Regions from separate parts of the Zea mays genome. Here region 2 is linked to region 1. The links are chromatin contacts, called in public Hi-C maps. All regions are on one chromosome and are shown on one strand. The core of a region is the stretch at or near the end of the contact, and the rest is flanking DNA. Distances in the headings are between cores, read along the strand shown.

Region 1 (5,412 bases), core at 2,029-4,528:
ACTCAGAATAGAACGGCTCAATTCTCAAAAACTGGAATGGAGCACCATTAGTTTCCAGAAAGAGTTTGATGAAGCACAACTAACCGGTAGATGGAAACAGTAATATGAAATTGAAGTGCACTAATCTTGAAACGTGACAAAAAAAACTAAAATCTAAGGGAAGAATAATGTATTCAAAACAGTACAATGCATACTACAACAATATATTATTTCATTTTAAGTTCCAATAGCCAATAAATACAGAGTATTTAACATCACAAAGATTCAAATGTACCCAATAAATAATAAAGTTATGTTGAATCATTATCGCTTCGAAACATTTTTAGCCCATATCCAACAGGGAATAGCGGGTCATAGTTAGAGTCTCCAGCATCTATAGGCAATTGATCAACAGACTTACACCATGTCACAGGCAATGTGCCCACAAAATCATGATCTCCAAAGAGGCAATCGGTAATTCCCATGCCCTCACTTCCAGGCAGCCAGGCAGCGACTAGAGCTTCTATCTTTTCCAAAACTTGTGACTCAATAATTAATGGCCTTCCAGATATAACAATCACTAGGGTAGGGATTTTACTTGCAACACGGATGATAAGGTCAGAGCCATTAAACGGAATACTAAGGTCAGTTCTATCTCCTGTCCATTCGGCATATGGAACCTCTCCAACAACCACCACCGCATAGGAAAACCCCCCAGTTTCAATCATAGCTTCGGTTGGGCATTTCTCATACACAACTTCAGTTTGCACTCCCACTAATTCTTGTATGGCCTCCAATATGCTCGTACCTGTTATTTAGATTGGTGTGAATAACTGTTTTGGGAAAACAGGATATTTTACTGCTTTGATCAAATAAAGCTTTAAATGTTCTTTTGAAACAAATAACTCAGTGAGCAAACGATGGCAGAGTGTGAGTGAGTGTATAAAGTAACGGGAAAGGCACAGATCTACTCAAGGACAGCCACAATATTGATCTACTCAAGGGATCCAATACAAAACATCTTATGCTTGCTTTTAAAAGCAGCAAGTTACCATTTATTTTCACCATGGCAGTTGAAAATGCCATATGAATTATCAAAACAAGTTTACAGCTGGAGTTCCCAAACAATAAACAGTTTCTTCAGGATAAAGAATGTTACTTCACTCAAATATGATAACTTCTTTTGGAGCAATTATATTGATGCAAGTTTAAACTTCAAACTATGGACAAGTGCACTATGTTTTCGAGAAGAACAACTGTATCATCTAGGTCAAACAATTGATTGATACGAGTACAAAGAACTAATAAATACAAAATATTTATTTTTTGCAAAACAGAGTCCCTGCTTACCAAGAGTTATTTTTCCACTGTCTCCATGCCATGCTATCGTCCAGCCACCACATTGATATCCAATATCATCAGCATGTGTTCCTGCAACCAGTATTCTTTTTGCATCTTTGGCCAATGGAAGGAATGGCTTATTCTGATCCTTGCCATTTTTCAGAAGTACCAAAGACTTGCGAACAGCCTCACGCGCTAGTAACCGATGTTCCTAGAAGGTCAATATATTGCTTGTCGTTAGTGACATCATTTTTTAGATGGCTCAACAAAGAGATACACAGAAGCTTGAAAGGAACCAGAAGCATGTTACCTTACAACCAACTATGTCCAGTAGAGATTGGTCTGAAAATGGATGCTCAAACACTCCAGAAATAAACTTAACCCTCAGAATTCGTTCAACAGCATCATCAATCCGAGACATTGGTATCTCCCCCGCCTCCACCAAGAACACAATATCATCCAAAAATTTCTCAAACCTGTGAGGTATCATAATCTGTAGATTGTTCAATGTAGGCAAAACCAACAGAGGGACTGAAGAATACATTTCATGTGAACACTCAAATAATCATATACCATGTCCATTCCTGCATTTACTGATTGTGCAATGCAATAGCGATAATCAGACCCTCGAGGCTTTTGTGGCTCACAGATCCTGTCAATGCCCTCCCAATCTGAAATGAGAAAACCCTGAAACAGGATATTAGACACATCAAATTCATAAACCAACCTAAGCTTCAATCATCATTACAAAAACAATGACAGTAGCTCGGATACCTTAAAGCCTAACTTGCCCTTCAGAACATCTGTTAACAAGTAGCGACTTGAATGCAATGGCTCCCCATTCCACTTAGAGTAGGACGCCATTACTGTTGCCACCCCTTGAGCTATACAATCCGGGTAAGGTGTCATATGGATTGCTTCCAAATCCTCATAGGAGCAAATGGCGTTCCCCTCATTGACCCCCTTGTCCGTGCCACCATCCCCTACGAAATGTTTAGCACAAGCAAGTACATTCTCCCTACAAACCACATGGACACATTTTCACAAACAGGTTGTGGGCATATGAGGAACACGCTAAACATGTCCACTCAAGTACCTAGGCGAAGCGAGGAAGGGGTAACCATGAGGATGGTCTGCTGGCGGCTGCCCCTGCAAACCGCTGACGATGGTGGTCAACGAGCGCACGATCTCTGGGTCCTCGCTGTAGCTTTCGTAGCATCTGCCCCACCTAGGATCCCGACAGACCTAGTATACAGGAGAGGCCAGACTCACACCATCAAGCAGATCCCCACAAACGTCATCGATCAATCAGAAGAGTTTTGAATTTTACTCACGGCGACGCACGGCGCAAAGGTCCAGTGGATGCCAGTGGCGCGAACCTCGAGCGCCGTCGCCTCGCCGATCCTACGCGCGAGCTCTCCGTCCCTGTGAGGTCAACAGAATATGGTTGCCTAGCGGACAAAACATTGGGGTAGTACAGTGACGCGGCCATCACACAGAACATGGTCTGTGGATCGAATCGATCGGTACCTGCAGGCGCCGAGACCGACGTTGTGGGGGAAAACGGTGGCGCCGTAGACGTTGTTGTGTCCGTGGATGGCGTCAGTGCCGTAGAGGATGGGGACGCCGAGGCGGGAGGAGATCGCAAGGCGCTGGAAGCCGTCGACCATGGCGGCCCAGTCGGCGGGGGAGGCTTGCTCGCAGGGCGTGCTTCCCCCGGCGTTGAGAACGCTGCCAGCCCCGAGCTCCGTGAGGGCTCGCGGCGTCGCGACGGTGCGCTCGATCTGGGCCATCTGCGCTGCCTTCTCACGCAGCGTCATGCGGCCCAGCAGGTCTCGCACCCTTTCCTCCACTGGCGCCAATGCGTCTCTGTACACCAGCGCCGCCTCACCTCGCGCCTCCGGCGCCATCGTGCGGGTGAGCAGAAGGGAGCAGAGGCGGAGGAGATGGGTGTTTGTGGTGTGTACTTGTGTTGACCGATTGGGAGGGGATTGGACTAGTACACACGAGGGAAACAGGGCAGAACGCCTCGAGAGCGCCACCTGGAAAGAGATTGGCTTTTGAACTTGTCAGTTCTCGGACCCGCCCCGTCGCCGACTCCATGTTATGCTCAGCAGCTTTTGTATCATATTATCTGCTCTATGGAGCTATAGCTTTTAATATAAGTTTAATTAATTTTAAAAATATTTTTAATTTAAATAATAAACAAAATGATATATCTAAATGTTTTCTAAAGACTTATAGATCCATGTCTATAATTTTCTAGAACACCTAATAATACATGCTCCACCAACTCCATCAAATTTTCTAGAGCTGGAGCTGTCCCAAACAAGGCCTTAATCTTCTATTTCAAACTATACTTGGTAAATAATACACTCTACAATACAAAAGTGTTTCGCACGATCATGTACATAATGTGTTGGAGATGACGTTAAGGCCCCGTTTGTTTCCTTTTATTTTGAGAAATTGGAATCTTACTATTGGAATAGGCTATTTTTTTAGAATGTGACATTCCACCACTTTCCAAAGTTATCATATAAGTCTATCTCAAATTCATTAGGGTGAGAGATGGAAATTGATTCTATAGATTTACATGTTATTTTCCGATGTACAATTTATAGCATACTCTTCTACTTGCTTCGTTACAACATGAATGTAGTATATAACTATCTCTCTCATATGATTTAAGATAATATATAAATATATTACATATATAAATATATAAACTTAATTAGTTATGTCTAAATTATAATTATTAAAATGGATTCAATTCCAACGAAACAAACGAGGCCTAAGAGTTTTTTGGGACAACTCTAGTGGATTTGAGACTACTGTTTACCCTCTAGGTTATGTAATCCAGCTTAAATAAGTTAAGAGACAAACAAACATCACATATTACTGTAGTGGATTATATAATCTAGGACTTCAATTATGATAATCCATAACCAGGAAATTAGGTGCTTATTTTAAATTATTATTTGGCTTTTTACCCACTAATAATGTGTAAACAAACATTTCTAGTAGGATTACATAAAGTGGATTATAAAATCTATATAAAACAGCTGAACTATATAATCCTGCAAGAAAACAAACATGCCCTTAGTTTATGCATCAACTTTATATTCATGTAAGATCAATTTAATCAGAATTGTCTAATTTGTTTTTAAGGTAGACTTTGTGTCTCAGTGTCTTCTATAGGCCCTGTTGGTTTCGACTTCTAGCCATTAGAATCAGCTTCTGCTAAACAAACCCTTCCCTTCTCAGCCAACTTCTATGCGAACCGCTTATGTGAAAATCGCTCAAACCAACGTAAATGCAAAATCCATCGAGTCGTTGCGATGGGGGAAATCTGTCGTAGCCTAAACAATAAATCGTGCAGACCCCTTCATCTTCCACTACACGTAAGTCTCACGATATCTAGATTCTCATGACATTTAGATTATCCAGGAATCTAGATTCTCAGAAAAAACTTATCCCAAACAAGACCATAATTTCTTCCTATTCTAGTCATCCTATTGTTTCTTCCTTCTCTAGATATCTTGAGCGCCAGATGGAGCTCCAATCAGTTGTGACCCGAGCAGGCACTGCACTAGTGAGGGCATGACCTGGCATGGCTAGGTGCGAGCATATCCCCACGCCCACTACACCAACAAAGGCGTGACCCTAGTGTGGATGTGTATGGCCCTGGCATGGTCGGACGACCATAGTGTGGCCTCAGCGAGTGTTGCATCGACGAGGCACGTGTCTAGCATGGTTGGGCATGGCCCTAGCACGGTCGGGTGCAGCTAAGGCTTGAGGGGACTATGTTGTTGGCTAGGGAGGAGGTAGGGGAGGTCGTTGGGAAAGAAGATGGAGATGTTAGTGACTGTCCCTACAAGAAAGAAGAACTGAGCATGGTGGTGAAGGAAAAAAGAAAAGAAGCAAGCCCAAATAGTATGTGCGGGTGAGTAAATAGTATTAGTGGTGAGTAATTTCTTGTAACTTTCTCGACTTGCTATGGATTTTGAATACTCCTTACATGCCTTCAATCTCTATCGAAGTTTGTTGATACTTCGACATATTTCACAATGTCTTGTCACTGTTACCGAGAGT
Region 2 (5,412 bases), core at 1,202-3,701, 66 kb after region 1:
ATAGACTCGCCATAATGAGAACACAGGTTGTCGGCAAGCAACCGAGCCTCGGGATAAATATCGTTTCTACCTTTTGTCCTTTGTGGTTTGCATTCAAAGCCCTCTTGTTATTACTTTTACTTATTATATTTCATAGTTAGTAGAATAATTTATTTTTTTGCTAGTAGCTTTATTATTGTTATTGTTGCCCTTTGTTACTAAGCAAGAAATATACGAGAACTGGATAAAAATGTAATCACATATAAGATTTTTATCTTATCTCTAGTTCTTGTCATAAGTTTTTGTTAGAAAAAGGTTTTATAGGCTATTCACCCCTCTATAGTCACCTAGATCCTATCAATGGGACATGCATGTGTGTCGGAGGTGTGAGGGTGCGAGAGTGAAAGATAGAGATGAGGAAGGAAGCTTACGGTGTAAACTTCATAATATTTGTCGGCTGGTGCAGACCTATGGAAATTAATCAATTTAATGGAGTTAGCTAAAAGTTTGCGAAATTTATTTTGGTCCACTAAAAATTCAATATATTCTATCATGCTAGTGGTCAAGTCACGCAGTCCAAGTGTCGAGGAGGCACGAATGGTACTTACCGACAGTACTCTCAAAATCTAACGATCCCCTCTCGTAGTTGCTTCCGTCGTGGCATGATGCACTAAAGGCATGTTTGGTTTGTGGCTAAATGTGACACACTTTGCCTAAGGTTAGTCGTTCGAATTGAATAACTAACCTTAGGCAGAAAAGTTAGCCAAAGTGTGGCAATTGAGGTAACGAACCAAACATGCCTTAAGCCTTACAACTTTGTACAACGTTAGTAGCTAACTGACAGTAGAATGCATTCAATTATAAACTAAGACCGCGTCTAATAGTTCACTCATATAGTCATCCAAAACATTGTTTTACATTGTAAACTGCACTGTTCGTAGAGTGAGGTTTGAATATAGGTATAGAGATAATAAGCTGTTGAAAATAGCCTAACAACAAATAGTTGAAGAACCTCTACCTTACATATGGACATGAGATCAAAGTCACTCTTGCGATCCAAACTCCCACACCGCCATGCCTGTCTCTTATGTTCATCGACCAGCACCCTAGGGTCGGCGATGAACCCCATGGCCTTCTCGGACTCACCTACCAACATTTCTGCCCCGATGACCACGTCGACACCAAGAAATGCCGTGAAGTGATGATGCACCTCTTACATGTTGGAATTTGGCATATTTAAAACTAATTGTGGGTGACCCAATCATATAAGGAAGCAAAGGTAGTTTGTTAGGATGATATGAGGGGCTTTAGTCCCACATTGCTTATCAAGTAGGAGATAACCAATTTATATGTGAGGTGTGCACTAGTCTTCACATGTGACAAGCAAATGGCTATAGAGGCTGCTATGAACTGACCATGCTCGGTCGTGTTTCTCGTTTTTTTTCCTAAAATTAATGAGTGAATTGTGACTTGCGACGATGCGCGATTGCGTCGTGATGTGTTCTAAACAACAATTTCATTTTTCCTTTTATTTTTTGTTATTGAGTACCACACCTAGACTGCCACCGTGTGGTTGCACGTAAAGAGATTCTAGGGGGATAATTAATAGAATTTAGCCGATCGAATTTTGTAGATTGCAGTGACTTCTTTATAAAGGGAGACATCCTTCAGATGGAGGTCCACCACAAACAACCGACTCATATTATCCTAGATTATATGTGTCGTCGCTTCACTGTTGTGTTGTTGTGCCTGTGTTTGTCATGCAACAGATCGAAATTTGTAGGGATCGATGACCCGCACATATACCGGCGAATTAGGTTTTTGTGAATTGTGTCTCGCACGTCCTTTTATGTTCTTCAACTTCAGTCGTGGGAAGCATAATAAGTAAAATTGCATCTTCTGTTTATCGTGATGCACATCTTTTGGATAGATTTGTTGTTTGTTTATCTTATGTGTGTTAATTGCCATGGTTTAATTAATGGGAATTAATATCTGTAATATGATAGTAGTTCTGTTTGTATTACACTTACACATTTACACAATACGGCAATATGGTCAAATTAATCTTATGCCGTGTTAAGTGTGTAACACTCCCGAACGAGCGGAAGACGCGCCAGCCCTCCGGGTGGACGTCGCCGGCGTAGAACCTTGGGAGCACGGACCGGGCAACGCCCTCGGTGTCCCTTACCTCGAGGCCCGCCACGGCGACGTAGAGGAACGCGCGCACGGCCAGGGTCTCGGACACGGTGACGTAGGTGAGGTACACGAAGGGCACGGACATGAGATGGAGTGGTGATTGGTGAAGGTGCAATCCGGCGTGGCAGTTACTGAATTTTTCGTGCTTTTCGACGTGAGGCCGTTTGCCGCTTGGCATGTTGGGCTGGGACATTTCGTGGGGGCCCTTGGTTAGATCACGACGCTGGGCTTTCAAGTCGCGCTTGCAGAGGCCAAAACTTTCTGAAGCAGTAAAATGGTGGTGAACTTTGGGCCGTGATGCCGTGCGCTTTTCTGCAGTGGACAGCTTGAGTTTGAATTTTATAGAGTACGAGGCTGCGAGCGTTCCTGCCTGGGACAGCTCGTTAGGCTTTAGATTAAAGTTGATAACTCTATTTCACAAAAAAGTTAACTAAGTGGTATAGATTCACCAAATTTGGATCTACCAAAGTAGTAGATCCCAGGGTCAGTTTCACTATTTTGTTAGAGATCTTGTTGACACGCCAAAACATCTAACATGAAATTTTTGTTAGGTCCCGTTTGTTTCCTTTCATTTTGATGAATTGGAATCTTACTAATGAAATAGGCTAACTTTTTTAGAATGTGACATTCCACCACTTTCCAAAGTTATTATATAAGTCTATCTCAAATTCATGGGGTGAGAGATGGAAATTGGTTCTATAGATTTACATGCTATGTTTCTGATGTACAACTTATAGCACACTATTATACTTGATTTGTTATAACATAAATGTAGTATATAACTATCTCTCTCATATGATTTAGAATAATATACAAATATCTTACATATATATAAATATATGAACTTAATTAGTTTTCTCTAAATTATAATTATTAAAATGAAATTCAATTTCAACGAAACAAACGGGGCCTTAGAGTTTTGTGACACTCGGTAGACTCTATTGATGATACTAGTAAGAAGGAACCGACGACGTTCTAGGGTAACATAGCAACCACCTACAATTCCACTACAGAAGTTCATCGCCATTGTACCCCAAGCAGCCAAAGGATCCGTGTTCGATGAGCAACGAGAAGGTCATCTTTTTCAACGGTCATGGTCCGATCGAGTGGAACAAATGATGCTTCGCAACAAGCCTGATAGGACGGAGTTCAAACTATAGCAAACCTGTTCGCTGCGACTTATTTTGAAACGGCTTCTACTTTTTCTACAGTATTTTGTCTCTATAAATTGCAGTTGCACCAGTCTAAACAGTTGGTTTAAATCCGCAGCGAGCAGGCAGTAACATATGTGGCGCGCACTTCGCCATTAGCCCAAGTGGTACACAGGGCACGGTGACGATAACTCAGGTGATAGGAGCAAAATATCTTTTCAGAAGTTGGACGATGATCATAGCTACCCAACACAGGAAAGTGTGAACACACCACCCTATGGGTCCGGTTGTGACAGGGCAAAAGCTCAACAAAAAGGAAGGACCCAACAACAATTAATGACGAGTCCACATCTATACAAAACAGAAAGAAATATTAAAGAAGCTCTACAAGGCTAACATGTGGATGTTTTAAACTAAATTATTTGAGCAATTAATCAATTACTGTAAAATATGTGAAAGAGGAAGATGAAGAAGATGAGTAATAATTTATTAGTTATATTTATGAATTATCTATTTTCTATCTTTAGTTTAAGTTATGTAATTTCTAATTGTTTTTTTATGAATTATGTAATTTTTTGTTTAGTTATGTAATAAGATGTATTTTATTTTGATAAAACAATCACATATTATGTTAACTGAAAATCCATAAAATAAAAGGTTGATATAGTGCTAAAATGGTTGTATATTAAGACTAAAGATCGTACATTAGTCAGTAGCTAATGTTATAACCAGCCTAAAGATGCATGTGTCCATGGGAACACCGTTGTTATTGGCACTTTGCCACTTTGTCTCCTACCGTCCTAGTTACACTTCGTTCAGTGCACAAGTTTGCAACCACCGCATTTACGGTCTCCACCCTAGCACCTCTCCTACCTAGCCTCCTTTCTTACCTCTTATTTTGAACTCCAGTCTAAATTAGCAATGTTGTCTATAGTGTAAAATAGTATTTTGTATTGTCATATACACGATCTACTAGTCACAACATAAAAAGTTGTCCCACATTGTTTGCCTTTCATCTTCCTATGAATGCATCTCCAGCTTTTAAGATTGACAATGAGTATAAAATTCATGGGTATATGGTTTGCGAAATCATATCCACGATATAAATATTAAAACCAACACTTGTTACCTAAAAGAGTATATTGTGATTACGTATATTCACGGATACAACTTTTTCATGAGAAATTGGGAATCAAATTTATATCCATACACATGAGTATAAACTCACACCTACATCCATATATTATATAGAAATTTTAGACATGCGGATAATATAAATTTGTGCCATCCGAGCAGGAGCGTGCGGATGGAGCCAGTTAATATTAGTGTTTGGTTCAGTAACTAATTAGAATAAAGCGGGCTCTGTCGGGGACCATAATTAGGGTACCCTCAAGACTCCTAATTCTCAGCTGATAACCCCCATCAGCATAAAGCTGCTAAGGCCTGATGGATGCGATTAAGTCAGGGATCGGTCCATTCGAGCGACTTGATCACGCCTCGCCCGAGCCTAGCCTCGGACAAGGGCAGCCGACCCCGGAGGATTTCCGTCTCGCCCGAGGCCCCCCTCCGACGGCGAACATATTTCCGGCTCGCCCGAGGCCCTGCCTTCGCTAAGAAGCAACCCTGACTAAATCGTCGCACCGACCGACCAAATCGCAGGAGCATTTAACGCAAAGGTGGCCTGACACCTTTATCCTGACGCGCGCCCCCCGGCAGAGCCGAAGTGACCGCCGTCACTTCGCCGCTCCACTGACCGGCCTGACAGAAGGACAACGCCGCCTGCTCCACTCCGACTGCAGTGCCACTTGACAGAGTGAGACTGACAAGCAGTCAGGCCCTGCCAAAGGCACCATAGGAAGCTCCGCTCCGCCCGACCCAGGGCTCGGACTCGGGCTAAGCCCCGGAAGACGGCGAACTCCGCTCCGCCCGACCCAGGGCTCGGACTCGGGCTAAGTCCTGGAAGACGGCGAACTCCGCTCCGCCCGACCCAGGGCTCGGACTCGGGCTAAGTCCCGGAAGACGGCGAACTCCGCTCCGCCCGACTCAGGGCTCGGACTCGGGCTAAGTCCCGGAAGACGGCGAACTC

What was found. A called contact is a pair of places that touch in the nucleus more often than the background predicts.
Region 2: a Hi-C map of leaf shows a contact between it and region 1, with 4 times the contacts expected there. The contact joins the enhancer-like site here to the promoter of LOC100279291 in region 1. A contact is called at or near these places in 2 of 25 Hi-C or Micro-C datasets (both in leaf).

What each region holds. Positions count from the first base shown.
Region 1 is chr6:159,974,555-159,979,966 of Zm-B73-REFERENCE-NAM-5.0, forward strand. It overlaps LOC100279291 (Glycosyl hydrolase family protein), which reads right to left and starts at 3,279. Exons shown (of 8, transcript NM_001152312.1): 1 at 2,851-3,279; 2 at 2,655-2,745; 3 at 2,417-2,565; 4 at 2,095-2,338; 5 at 1,894-2,007; 6 at 1,631-1,813; 7 at 1,330-1,531; 8 at 189-787. The coding sequence starts at 3,230. The coding sequence ends at 291.
Region 2 is chr6:160,041,325-160,046,736 of Zm-B73-REFERENCE-NAM-5.0, forward strand. No RefSeq gene overlaps it. Among protein-coding and RNA genes, the nearest start is that of LOC100277843, 34 kb to the right of the region's middle. Within about 2 kb of position 2,452, at least 17 of the 20 cell types and tissues checked have an H3K27ac peak or open chromatin away from gene starts, as enhancers often do. A contact at or near this core is called in leaf, where this site is marked.